Regions from separate parts of the Zea mays genome. Here region 1 is linked to region 2. A link is a contact called in public Hi-C data. All regions are on one chromosome and are shown on one strand. The core of a region is the stretch at or near the end of the contact, and the rest is flanking DNA. Distances in the headings are between cores, read along the strand shown.

Region 1 (3,137 bases), core at 300-2,799, 470 kb after region 2:
TAAAAAAGGCTATCTAGTCCTCGATAGATTGTCCTTAAGTCAATAGTAAATATCAAGGGCATGGATGTAATTTTACATAGGTTGTGTACTGTGCCTATAAATAGATGAACAGTAACATCGTACTGGGCACGCTGACTGGTATTCACTCGCACGTCACTCTCTGACTCAAACCTTCTGTCAAGCCGAAGGTACAAATGTAACTTACTGTTATTAATGTTTGCCCATGATGAAATAATGAGAATATAAATAATGTTACAATTCAATATGATTGTTCATGTTGTTTTCCATGTTTCATATACTTCTACTTTCATTATTATATACTGATATAATGAAGGTATGTCCTTCATAACCTTCGTCTAAAGATCATTGTATCCTAAGGGAGATAATGCTTTGAAGGACGAAGGTCTTTAACCATTAACATTTTTGTGTTGCCTTGTTCTTAACTCATAGCATTTGAGAACAAGTCCCCAACAAAACTTATGCATGAATAGTGATAATAAAGAATATTATTGGGTAATAAAAGTGGATCAAGGGCACAACTTGCTTGGCACTTGAGATTCCAGTAACCAAGGTGATTCTTCAGATCCTCGTGACCTCACTGCTAATCGTAGCAATACAAACAGACATGGTATAGACAAAATTAACATCACACCATGCATAAGAACAAACTTCATAATAATGATCTACGCGAAGTTACGAGGTCGTGGGATCGAGAACTACTAAGATCGAAGTCGGGGGTCATCAAGTTATGATGTGATTAAATGATTAAAACTAGGTGTTATTTTATAATACCAGAGAAAAGATAACCAAAAATAGTAATTAATTCAACTTTAATCTAAATTATAAATTGACTATAGATCACAGTTTAGTAGATAATGATGAGCACATTAACAAGAATAACCAACATAAGTTAAGTAAAGATTTAATCATAAAATAATGAGACATGGTATAATAAATGTTGTTATTGCATAGTAAATATTCGTACGAGACTAACGCAACTTGACCGGATCAAATCGGAATCATAGATTTTAAGTTATGAATTTCTAATGATTTTATGTGTTTTGTACAATATTAAATGGGATATAAATTTTAATATGACTTTCATGTGAAAACAGTGGTACTAGATGATAAACCATAATATTACAAAATTATAGAAACTCGAATGGACTAAAAAGGAGCTAGAATAGATTTTCTATGATTTAAACAAGTTTCTGCAATTAGTTTTATATTGAAAATCACTTTTTAAATGGATTTCTCAATTTCCTTACAGATCTGGTCTGCGCGCAATATTAACAAAAAGTCCAAGGACTAAAACAGAAACATTCCTAAGACTCAGATCCCCAGTCGCTAGGACTCCAGGTTGTTTTGTCACTTTCTCAGGGTCTCTTTTGAAAGAAGAGCACGACGAAGGGGTATCGGCAACCCACAGTCGTCCGATCTCCACTCAACGCGCCAGATTAGATTGCCAAACGGGAATATTCCTATGCCATCACAGCCACCCGCGGCAGGATCAACGACCCTGATCTATTGTGTGGGAGGGAAAACACGGACAACCGATCCGGCCATCCGTTTCGATCTCGACGGCCAAGATCAACCTAACGCGAACCGTTACACCGTCCTAATCCTGACCGCACAACAAAATCGAACGGCCAGGAGCCGATTCCCACTCAGGTGACGACCGACCGGCGGCGGCATTCCACCCACGGCGGCGCGGCATTAACGGGCCACTAGCTTAATCTCCGATTTCTGCCTACAACATGATTCTGATGCTTGCATAACAAAGCAGAGAGTATGGGGAATGTAATGGAGTGCATCATACCGTTCTCGGTGGCGACAGCAGCACTGCCCACGGTGACCCACGGCCCGACTGCCTGGATGAAGAACCGATGAGAAATTCCGCCGCACCGCAGGCCTCAGCGCTGGATTAGGCCCGTGTACACGATCTACCAACCCTGTAGAATGCCTGGAACCGCACAACGGAGGTTGGGAGGCGACGATGGCTACAATCAATGGCGGCGTTGCAGATTCGCACGGCTACAGCGAGCAATTCCCCACCGTCCAGCCACACATCACCCCCTCGATGCGGACATAAGCACCACCCGAGCGGCTGTACGCCATGATGAAGTACTCCTCCACATCCGGCCGCCACCGCAGCCTCAGGCTGTATGTGTACCGTGCCGTTTCAGCAGCTTCCGGCTGTACCGCCAAGGGGGGAGTGGGAGTCCATTAATGGTGAGGGCCGCCGGTTGCGAGCCAAAGGCGGATGGGGAGGTGATGTAGGACTAGGTAGGGAAGAAGCACGGAACGACGAGCACGAGGCAGAAGAATCGAGCACGGAGGTGGCGGCTCGAGATGGCAGAAAAAAATGAAAAGGAAAGTCTAGTTCTGCATTTAAGCACCATGACCGGGAGGTCCAGCCAGCCGAAGGGAATAGTTGAATTCCCGCAAAAGTTTGTTGCTAGGATCCGATTTCATGGCTAGAAGCTCGGACCCCACGAATTTTTCTATTCTCGGGTTATTACGGAGGGGAAAGAGAGATGACATGCGGGGCCCGCACCGTCAGCGAGTGGTGGCCAGGGTGATGCGCGCTGCTGCCGCGCCCTAAGATGAGTTGGGCTGGCTGCGCGAGGAGATGGGAGAAGTGGGCCGAATTGTGAGGGTGCGGCCCAACAGCGGGTTTTTCTTCTTTTTCTTTTATATTTCCATTTCTATTTTCTATTTTCTATTTCTCTCATTTTCATATTTAGGTTTCGAATTTGAATTCAACTATGAATATGAATTTTGTACTTAAACTAAAGGTAGACTTTAATCTTACAAGTATGGATAGAGTTTACGTTTTTTATGAATTTTATAATATTTCTTTTCTTCCTTTCTCCACATCTTAATTTCCAAATTTAGGTTTAAATGCCTATTTGACCATTTGTATATTCCTATTATCATTATTTTTAAATGCACAATCAAATAAACTCCAACATGATGCCAAGTGTATAAATATTTATTATTATCTCATTTAAGTATCATGTTTTTTTAAATATGCAAATTCACATACACAAAAATAGTTGCTTTTAAGAGGAGCAAATTTCTAGTGTACAACCTTTACTAAAAGATGCTTTATCTAAATTTTATAGCTCAAATAA
Region 2 (3,334 bases), core at 630-3,129:
TGGTAAGTGTACTGCATTGATTAGTGTTCATTTAATAAGGGGTAGACATGAAAGAATGAAGCAAACAGATGCACTGAAGTTACCATTGATTTATATTTGGTGTTGGGACAAGGCTAGATGGAGTTATATTTGGGATAGGAAGGAGTACGTTCTAAGTTAAAGAGTACATAATCCATAAAAGGATATGATCCAAGTTTGCACTGTTAATTCTGTTTATGGATATGGGCCATGACATATTCATATTGGCGTAATGTGTTGCCTGAAAAAAAAACATCCTTCCAAACTTTATGAACAAAAGAAAGCTGGCAGACCATAAAAAGATACAAAACATTAGCTTCTTTGTGCATTAGATGAATCTAGTATTAGTTTAGCCACTTGACAATATATTTGCTGCATTACTTCAGAGTCTAGATACCCAGGGAGATATCGGAAAAGAATCCTAGAATATGGAGCAGATTCTTGTACAAACTCAAAGAGTTTCAAGGGTTTACTGTAATAGAGGACAATGAAACTATAAAGTAGTGCATAAACATGTATAACAAGGTTGTACCACATGCTTTGTCCTACACTCCTGTCAATCCATGTGCATATTATTTATGGGAAACAAACAATTAGAATACACTTACCCCTGTTCTCTGTTGATTCAGGCCTCCACTTGTAACAATCATCAAATAGCGCTCTGGTTGGGTAGTAATATTTGAGTCTACACAATTTTGAAACAAAAACTGCTTCAGGTAAAATTTAACAAAAGATGCAGTCAAAACTATTTCCCGAATCTCAAAAGCATTAATTACAACTAAACACCTAGCATTTGTAGCCTTGTAGAACTGTGGAACAAATAAAATTGTCCAATGCAGTTTCACCAAATTTCTACCAACAGTGGATTTTAAAAAGTTTGCCTACCAAGAAACCTGCTGCTTGAGTTGCTGCACCCATAAAATTTGCTAGCAAGCTTTGAACCCCAAAGGTCATCCCTGACGGCCGAACCATTCGTCTACATTTTAAAGTTGTAATAAACTCATCAATTATAAAAATAAAATTAAATTTCACATGCCTTAGGAAAGCAACCAAATCATGATGCAGGAACTCTGAAGATAAAGGGCATGCATATCGAAATAATTTTATGGCAACATAAATAAAATCCAGTTAAGCTCAAACATGTATTAGAGGAAGCGAATTTCACTCGTCTAGAACCAAAATAACAAGAAAAACCAATAGCTTGTCACAGTCTAATTTGCTGAAAAATGGCACATGATGTGGCACCCAATTCATTTACCTACAAATCAAAAGGGTAATCCAGAGTGTTGAACTCACAACTTTACTAATATAAACAGGATAAAGGCTAGTGAGATCTGCTGCACTCGGTCTAACCGGAAAAGGGCATACTTACCGGAGCACGGGAAATCTCGCGGCGCTCGAACTCCTCCATGCTACCGGCGCCGGAGCTGTTCAGCTGAGCGAGCGAGAGCATAAAGCAAGATAGGTTAGATCGAGAGATGTGAAGGGAAAAAAAAAGCAGAGGCGGCTAGGTTACTAGTGCGATGCGATACCAAGGTATGGGCCGAGCGGCGGCGGCGGGAGGAAGCGAGCACGGGGTGGTCTGCGAGCGGCGGCGGGGAGACGTAGAGCAGCGCGACGGCGGCGAGGAGGAAGAGCAGGAGCGCTGCCGCCGGCAGTGCGGCGCGGCGCGGGCAACGGTAGTTGCCGCTGCGCCGCCGTGACTGGACCATATCCCACGGCCAGAGGGCGAAGCTGCGAAGAAGCGCCGCGGCGACGGCGCTGGTGAGGTGGTCCTGGAGGCGGCGGTGGCGGCATGGGAGGCCGGCCCGCCTCTAGATCAGTAGATTTTTGAACTCTAGAGGAAAGGATGGTGGTACTACAGCATACATCACTGTACGGCGGGTGTGTAAACAAAAAAGTTAAAACACGGGTTCTCTGTTCGTCCTTTTTCCTTCGGAATCCAGAAAAAAAACATTTTGTTACGAGAACCTATCCATGATCAAATTATGCGCTTCTTTTGGGAACACCGAAACCGGACGGGCGGTCCACCGATAAAAAAACACGTCCAGCTGCCCGTTTGGAAGGGTTACGTACAGGTTTCCTTACACCACGTTTGATAGAGATAGGGCTCCACTTCTTGGATCGTCTTCGCCTCTGCTTAATCTGTGAACGCCCTCACCCACCACCATCACCTGCCTCAGTGCCGTCACCCGCAGTCATCCGCACGCTACCCCGCCTAGCACATCACTGAGCACCACAACATCTCGAAGCATCACGCCACATCTTGGAGAATCTTATAGATCCACGCTCAACGCCGTATCTGGGGTGGGGAAGGTGCGGCCGCACCAGGCCCCAAAAAACGGAGGGACACCTAGCCAATAGAAGCTAGCACTTTTTTCTATTAAATCTATCTATTCTAGACATAAATATGTAAAGACCGATTGCGCTATCGACCAGTCTCATTTAGATTATTAAGTTAATGTCTCAATTACTTATCGAATACTCTATCTGTTTCAAAATAGTATTTTGTTTTAACTCTTGATTTTTATGTTTATATTCAACTAGATGATGATGAATTCACTAAAGAAGCAAAACAAATTTTATTTTGATATAGAGATAGTACTATTTACTATACATATGATGATTGCATCGGCAGAGAGGAGCTTTTAAAAATTGAAATATTTTTGTGAACTATTTATGGCCAACAATAACTCAAGAGATGTTAAATGGCTTGGTGATTCTATATATCGAAAAAAATTGTTGGATGAGATTGATCTCAATGATATAAACGATGACTTTGTATCATAAAATGTTAGAAGATATTATTAATGATATCAGATAACAAGTAAGTGTTTTTTTACTATATTTTACATTTGTTATCTTATAAACTTCAAAACAGTGCATAATAATTTTATACGTCAAATATTTGATAATATTTGTATAATTATATATATTTGTGTGTGGATGGGGTATCCATATCGGATTTCACACTAGGCCCCTGAAAAGTCAGGAACGGCCTTGTCCACACTTGGATGGATTGGATTCTACTCTTATCATCATCGCTCGTCTACTTCTCGTCCTAGATCCATACTCGGTGCCGCGCTCTGCAAGTGGAGAAGACCAACAACTAGCGGACGGTGAGTCCTTGTCCGTCTCGTTTCGTTTCTTGTTTTTTCTACCATCCCATATTCACACTCTTGTGTTTTTTTCTAGATTTTTCTAGTTTTATTCTCAGTTATTTTTTCACAAGGGATATAAACTAATCATATTATTTTTTTGTTTTATTTTTTCTTAGTGCTTCATGAGGAGGATGTTGTGACCAGGAGAAGCAGTT

Evidence for each region. Hi-C and Micro-C count contacts between places; a contact is called where the count stands out from the background.
Region 1: a Hi-C map of tassel shows a contact between it and region 2, with 2.9 times the contacts expected there. The contact joins the enhancer-like site here to the promoter of LOC100281703 in region 2. A contact is called at or near these places in 3 of 25 Hi-C or Micro-C datasets (ear, endosperm and tassel).

What each region holds. Positions count from the first base shown.
Region 1 is chr4:92,521,017-92,524,153 of Zm-B73-REFERENCE-NAM-5.0, forward strand. No RefSeq gene overlaps it. Among protein-coding and RNA genes, the nearest start is that of LOC118476927, 83 kb to the left of the region's middle. Within about 2 kb of position 1,550, at least 19 of the 20 cell types and tissues checked have an H3K27ac peak or open chromatin away from gene starts, as enhancers often do. A contact at or near this core is called in ear, endosperm and tassel, where this site is marked.
Region 2 is chr4:92,046,933-92,050,266 of Zm-B73-REFERENCE-NAM-5.0, forward strand. It overlaps LOC100281703, which reads right to left and starts at 1,880. Exons shown (of 9, transcript NM_001154623.2): 1 at 1,551-1,880; 2 at 1,391-1,453; 3 at 904-994; 4 at 627-703. The coding sequence starts at 1,730.